2 separate regions of the Mus musculus genome follow, and region 1 is linked to region 2. Evidence: chromatin contacts called from public promoter capture Hi-C data. All regions are on one chromosome and are shown on one strand. The core of a region is the stretch at or near the end of the contact, and the rest is flanking DNA. Distances in the headings are between cores, read along the strand shown.

Region 1 (3,343 bases), core at 413-2,912, 110 kb after region 2:
TGAGATTCAACCTTGTGAAGGTGCATCTTGTCAAAACTGTACGTTTTAGTGTAAGTGAGAGAGGGCTTTGACTAGGGTATAGTATGATAACTGTTATGTTGTGTGGGGTGGGGATTGTAGGCTTTGATGATAAGCTTTTGTTGTCACCATGGCTGGATTTAGAATCACCAGGAGACACCCAGACCCCTTTGTGTTGTCTGAGGATGTTTTCAGAGATTGAACTGAGAAGGGAAGACCCATGTCTGTGGCCAAATTGTCCTATTGACTGGGTTCCTAGACTTGAACAAGGAAGGAAAGGGATGGAGCCAGCTGAGCACCAGCATTTGTCCCCCTTTGCTTCTTAACTGTGGATTCAGTGTGACCAGGCCCCTCTTCTTCTCGCTGCCACAGCTTTTCAACAGTGATGATGGACTTAACCGCCTCAAACCATGAGACACGAACAAAAACTATCTTTTAAGTTGCTTTTATCATTTTTTGTTTGTTTTTATTGTTGTTGTTTTGAGTTTTTGGCTTTTCTTTTTATAGCAGGAGAAAAGTAGCTAATTCACAGGGTTTCTGCACTCATTTTGCAATGAAAGATCCTAGTAGCAGAGGTGGCAGAGGTAATCAGTAGCAGAAATGTACCAGACCCTTGTGAGGGAATGTGTTATCTCCTGCCTTGATGAGTGGCAGGTAGTTCCTTGGTCATGGTCAGTGGTGGTAGATACTTGCTGCATGGCAGTGCTCAGATGGGATGAATTGAGGGGAGAAACAGAGAATCTGGTTCTGACTTGAGCCGCTGGGTCCTGAAGGCAAAACTGTCAGAAAAAGAACAGGCAGAAGTTGGTGGAGGTTAATTGTAAGTTCAGGATTGAATATGTCACACTTGAAATTTTGGGATCCTGGTAAGATAAACTAATGTGTTTTCTAGCAGGGGATTGGAAAATGGAGCTCAAAAAGTTAGAGCCAGAGATAAAATTTAGGAATTGGTAATTGGGCACTCTGAATGAAATAACTAAAAATACTTTGTAAACTGGACAGTGTGCCATTTTTAATATATGAATAATAGTATCCCTAACATCTGTTTTCTGGACGACACAGGTAAATAGCGTTTCACTGTGCCTATTCCACTCTGTATGTGTCATGTTTATAGTATAGGAAGGAAGGCTCAGCCAAAGAAAGCACAGGTCGCCTTGGGTGGACAGCTGCTGGACAGCACAGCACAGGTGAGAAGTGTTTAGGTCTATATAGATAATAGTGATGACCTCTGGTACATGTTGGGATGGTCAGCCCTGTCTCCTGCTTAGCTACTTGTAGGCTGCCCTCGGCCTGAGGGCTCTGCAGGCCTATGGGCTTGTCTGTCTCTGTGCCTTTAAGACTTAGTGATGATTGTGTTCCCTCATGATTGAGTAAGAAGCCATCAAAAACACTGGCAGTAGCTGCTTATTCCATGTAGCTCTTACTTCCACCCAGCCCACTGTATTTTCCTGTCACCCCAAACCTTTCTGTTGTTTGCTGCAAATTTGAGTGTCTAACTCAGGCCTCTTCCCTTTTTTAATTGCTGCATGTCTCTGTTGCTGTAACCCAGAACCGTGTTTTGATATTAAGTTCTTCTCCTTGCCCTCCACATGGTGGTTAAACATTATGAAATCCAGATGATTTGGAAGCGATGTGGGTTTGCAGTTTACTTTTGGAGACATTGCTTTTGGAGAGTTCAGCATGCTACTTCTTACTCGTCTGTGGGATAGCACCGTGCCGACGCTTCCTGTTTAATTTGGATTTTTAAAATACAAACAATTCCCGTTCATTTTTATAACCCTTTAAAGTTTAGTAAAGGACGAAGGGAATGAAAATCTGAGTGGCTGGGTTGCATAAGAACCTGAGTGTTGCGTTGGTTCCAGTTCCTGTTGATAAATGCCATACAGTGTCACAGCACCCAGTCGGCATTGTGGCCAGCCAGTCCCGAAAAGCCAGCTGTGCTGCTTGCTGTGGGAACTGAGAGAAGTAGACAACTAGTCTCCAGCTCGAGGCTGTTGTCCTGGAGATAACATGTGGTTCTCTGTTGTCGGAAGGGCAGAATCAGTGGTGAGTTTCTTCAGGGTGTTGTCCTGAATGTTCTTGTGCAAACTGATCCTTAAAGAATGCTTCCTCCTGCACTCTGGCTTGTTCAAACCTGTTAATAATTAACTTGCTCATCTAGAGTGAGGCTTGTAACGTAGCTTGTAATTACATACCCAGATTGTTGTTGTTCTCTGTTTATGTTGCAAATATTTAAGGTTCATAAAAATGTGAAGTTCTTATGATATTTTTTTATTCAGGAAAAAAAAAACCCATAAGATTTAGCCCTACTAGTTATAATATGGTAGAAATGGCTTTAAATGGTAACTGCCGTTGTATAATTTGCAAAAGCAGACATAGTCAGGTGCTCATAACTTTCGGCTACATTTGATAGCTTCAGAGTAGACTTTCTCCACAGCTTTTTGATGTGCTGTTCTTTTTTAAAACATGAAAATATCAACTTATAGTTTAAATATATTAAAATATTTACTACTGTGTTTATTTTTACTACTATATATTACAGCATATTTTTACTATATATTGCAATATTTTTTTAAGAAACAATTGGCTAATTACTGCTTTTTACTACTATATATTACAGCATATTTTTACTATATATTGCAATATTTTTTTAAGAAACAATTGGCTAATTACTGCCTTAATGATGTTACAGTTAGTTCTTTTAAACTAAATACCCGAGTTTTAAGTTTTTAAATCTTAGATTAAATCATAAGGTTCCTGTACTGGCTGGTTCTGTGTCAACTTGACACAGCTGGAGTTATCACAGAGAAAGGAGCTTTTGATGCAGGTTAGCTGGAGCTAAGCAATTAGCGGTGATTAAGAAGAGACCAGCATCGTTGAGGTGACATCTTCTGAGAAGTGTTTTCTGAAAGCACAAAGAGGCTGTGTTCCAAAGATAGTCAAGGTTGTACTCCTGCTGCAGCGGGACTTGTTAATGTGTAAGGGTCACCCAGGTGGTACTGGTTTTGGAGATGCCAGTACCATGAGATGACCACCAAGAGCAGCAGCAGCAGTGGAGTACAGGCATCTGGAGCCTAGAGGACAACGCGTGTGCTACAAAGGGCCTGGCTGGAGAAGTGACCTAAGCCCTTGGAGGAGCCCAGAAGATCATGAGTTGGATCCCAGACATTGGACGGTTGGAGATTGATTTTTGCTTTTGATTGTGACTGTGCCCTGATATTTTCCCTCTTGAAGGAAGAAATTATTTTAGTGAAGCCCACAGATAAGAGATTTTTAATTCTAAAAAGACTTTGGATTTTAAAAGAGATGGGTATTTTAAAGAGAT
Region 2 (3,687 bases), core at 932-3,431:
GTGGTTAACAAAGCTCAGGGGGCTTTTAGGCTCTTCTTCCTTTTCCACATCCTGCTGTCAGGTGTGACCAGTCACCATGCTTATGGACAAAGAAGGATCAGGGCTTCATCTTTACTGTCATCTGAGTATCTTTAAGCATAACTCTATGATGCTGACGACAGAACCTAGGACCTCATGAACTTTGGAAACCTTTTGGCTTAAGCACCTGTCCCCTTCATATTCAGGATGTAGGCTGTTCTATAATGGCTACCTACATCCCCTCCGTCTTTTATGGATAGCACAACACATGACTCAGAACATTGTTTTGGTTCCCTTTTCTTTTTCTTCAACTTCTAGGAGGTCAATTCCTCATCCTCCTGCCACGCCTCCCTGTTCTTGGAACACAGGCCTGGCCTACCACTCCCCATTTATCGCTGCGTCTCAAACAATGAGGATTAGTGGAATAGTGGGCCCAGCCTAAAGCTCTCCTTGGTTGAACACATAATAGTTCGGGTCTTTTCGGCTGTGAGAAAAATCACAGGTATTCTGTAGATTTCAAGCCGTTATCAATATACTAAATACTTACAATGCATTATACTTTGGGAACTGGTTCACTTGTGAAGATGATACAGATGGAGCTTTTTAAAGTAAACCAGAAACCAAGGGCAGCGGACATGGATTTAGCCCTGCACTGTCTGTTGGCTTCTCTACATACATATTTCTTCCCATAAAAACAACGCTGCAGAGAGCCTTTCTCGGTCTCTAGCAATACTGAATGTTCCCTTTAACAACACAGTGGCATGGGTGTTAGTTGTCTAATTGCTAGCTTTGCAAATTCTGTAAAAGCCAGTTCTTCAGCAGGAATACAGCTCATGCTGTGAAAACCAGTTTACACTGGCTCTGTCAGGGGAACTCTGAGTGTGGAGGCTAGTGAGGGCCTTGAGCGGCACTGACAGTCGAGTCCACTCAGAAGCACAAGGACTTAAAGGCACAAAATGCTAGGACAGGAAGACACATTCATACACATATGCTTTTTTTGCAAATCGCCCCCCTTTAACTTCCAGAAGAGGACGAGGGGTCTATAGAAGAATTCATTCCCCATGGCACGAGTTCAACACCAGGCTCCTCTGCTGAAAAGCCTCCTTATGTAGCCTTGCTGCGCTAGTGCAGTCGCAGAGCAAACGGAGACAAAGCCCAGCCTGGAGGACAGATGCTCTTCTTTCTGACAAAAGAAGAAATCTAACTGGTAGAGAGAAAACATATCTTCTCACTGGAAAAGGGAGAGAGAGCAGAAATAAAAGAGGGCATGTCAAATACAGCGTATTGCTCTCTTAGCTCCGGTGAAGGCTTTCCCTTAGAGCATGCCAAACACCAATTTTACCTGGATGAACAGGGGAAAACAGCTCTTTCCGGATGTGTTCTCCAGCAAACAGATTGTTTTTGGCACGGAAGAGGCAATGAAAAAGACAAAGAAACAAACGTTCTCTAAACCCCAGAGCATTTGCTGTTCAAGATAATTTTTGGGTTTCTAGGTTCACCGGGAGGCTTTAAAAGATTAACAAAACTCACGCTAGTGTCTCTCTCTCCCCGTTCTAACTCAGATTCGTTGTTTTCCCCGAGGTGGCATGCGCTCCGCGGAGACACAAAGGGCGCCGCCGCTCCCTGGCCGGGGTTGAGGAATGCGGGGGATCCAAAAGGCACCCTGAGCCGGAGGAGGGCTCGGAAAACATTTGCACTGACGCTCACACACAACCATAATAATTTATCTTTCCTCCGGAGAAAGGTCAGCTGGGATTTGACCCCAGCAGCCAGCGCAGCCCAGGCGTCAGGGCCGCGGCGGGATGGCCGGCCAGTTCCGCCGGCCGCGCAGCCCACGCCCACCTGTCCATCCCGCTCTGCAGCTCCGGGTCGCCCCGCCCGTCAGGGCGCCGCCCCTCTGCTCGCCAGCTCGTCCGCCACCCCTGAGCCTGCCCAGGGCGGACCGAGCGCGGCCGCAGGACCGAGCGGCTCCGGTGAGGACTCACGCCTCCGGCACAGAGCGAGTGCGGCCCGCTGACACCCGACGCGCCCCTGCACGCACGCACGCGCGCGCGACCACGCGGCAGCACCTAGCGGCGCGGCGCGCGCTCGCGGGGACGCGCACGGCGGGCGGGCGCGCACGGCGGCGGGAGGGCGGGGGGCGGCGCTCGGCGCACCGGCCGCGGCTGAGGCGGGCTGAAGCGGCGCGGGCCGGACGCGGGCCGAGCCCGGCGGAGGACGCGCGGCGGCGGCGGCGGCGGTGAGGCGGCCTGCGGTGTTCCGGCCCGGCTGGCCCTGGGGAGGAGCGGCCGCGATCATGTCGGCGGGCGGCCGCGACGAAGAGCGGCGGAAGCTGGCCGACATCATTCACCACTGGAACGCCAACCGGCTGGACCTGTTCGAGATCAGCCAGCCGACCGAGGTGAGCGCCGCCGCCGCCGCCGGGGTGCGAGGGGAGGGGGCCCGCGCGCGGGCCGGCGACGCGGAGGCCGCGGGAGGCAGAGCGCGGTGGGGTCCCGCGGCCGCCCCTCCCCCGCTGGCCTGCCCGCCCGCCCGTCCGCCCGCGGACCCGCCCTCGCCCGCGGCCCTGTCCCCTCGGCCTCCGCCCACCGTACTGGCCAGCGGGGTCCCTAGGGGCGCTCGTCCTTGTCGCCTCCTGCGGTGCCCCGCCGCCCGGGCGGGGTCCAGGGCGGCTTGGTGGCCGGCGCAGAGGGCGGGCCGGCCACCTGCGCGCGGAGACACACCTGGACGTGCACTTGTGTCCCCGGGACTCCGCCTGGCCACCCACGTGGGTCCTCAGACCCCACCTGTGTCACCCGCATCCTTTCCAGGCGCGCACTTGTGTCCTCAGGCCCCGCTTGCGCCCACAGGACTGCACCTGGCCGCCCACCTGTGCGGCACGACCCACCTGTGCCCTCCCGGCCCTTACCTGCCAGCGCACCGGTCCCCGTCGCGGCCCACGCAGGCCGCGGGCCTTCCCCTGCGGGATGCGCTCCTCGCCGCCGGTTTCTTTGATGGCGTCTTCGAACCGTCGGGACGCGGATCTCGGCCCCTCCGAGGCCACGTGACCGGCCGATGCCCGCGGCGGTGTGAGCCCCGTGCGCCCCACGGCGCGCGTGCGTTCTAGCCCGGCGGGGTCCGGTGGCGCGCAGCGGGCAGACAGATAAACCCCTGCTCCAGCCCCGTGCGCTGGCGGTACGCAGCGGGGCTGCGGGAAGCGTTCTGGACGATCTTGGGGGTGGGGTGAGGGCCGGTATCCAGCCAGCCGGTTGGTACCGGGGAGACTGTCGGAGGAGTTCCGTGGCCGGCGGGAAGCCTCGGGGAAGCCTCCGTTAGACAGCGGGCCAAAGGGCGTTTGGTTAAGTTGTGGCTGGGCAGACCTGTTCCACGCGACCCCACACTATACCCAGGACTTGTGCCGGATTTGGAAATAGCTCTGGCTTTGAAACCTAAGAGGTGCTTGCTGAAACACAGCAGCCAGCGCTTAGCCGCGAACACAGATTTGGTAGATCTGAGCAGTCTTCTCAGATTGACTTAATTTTGCCGGTGGAGGAAGGCAGGTTTTCCTCTCCTTCCCTCTCACCTTCTTGTGAGCACACTTGACCTAGTTAGAGCCCTTTCTCTCGATCCCTATTTGACAAGCTAAGGTAAATTATTAGGTTCAGGTGGCCAATTTGAACACCGGTGGAT

The links. Promoter capture Hi-C pulls out the DNA fragments that hold promoters and counts their contacts.
Region 1: a contact with region 2 is called in a promoter capture Hi-C map of liver. The contact joins the enhancer-like site here to the promoter of Afdn in region 2. A contact is called at or near these places in 1 of 39 promoter capture datasets (liver), 6 of 115 datasets of contacts at active chromatin or transcription factors (the SCID.adh cell line, bone marrow-derived macrophages, embryonic stem cells and 2 more) and 3 of 9 other capture datasets (adipose tissue, liver and pancreatic islet).

The regions. Positions count from the first base shown.
Region 1 is chr17:13,865,654-13,868,996 of GRCm38.p6, forward strand. The region is part of intron 22 of Afdn (afadin, adherens junction formation factor); the gene reads left to right. Among named protein-coding and RNA genes, the nearest start is that of Gm7168, 81 kb to the right of the region's middle. Within about 2 kb of position 1,663, at least 134 of the 459 cell types and tissues checked have an H3K27ac peak or open chromatin away from gene starts, as enhancers often do. A contact at or near this core is called in adipose tissue, bone marrow-derived macrophages, extraembryonic endoderm stem cells and 3 more, where this site is marked.
Region 2 is chr17:13,758,360-13,762,046 of GRCm38.p6, forward strand. Afdn (afadin, adherens junction formation factor) reads left to right here and starts at 2,182. Exons shown (of 33, transcript NM_010806.1): 1 at 2,182-2,419. The coding sequence starts at 2,315. Tcte2 (t-complex-associated testis expressed 2) reads right to left here and starts at 3,044. Exons shown (of 3, transcript NM_022311.3): 1 at 2,927-3,044.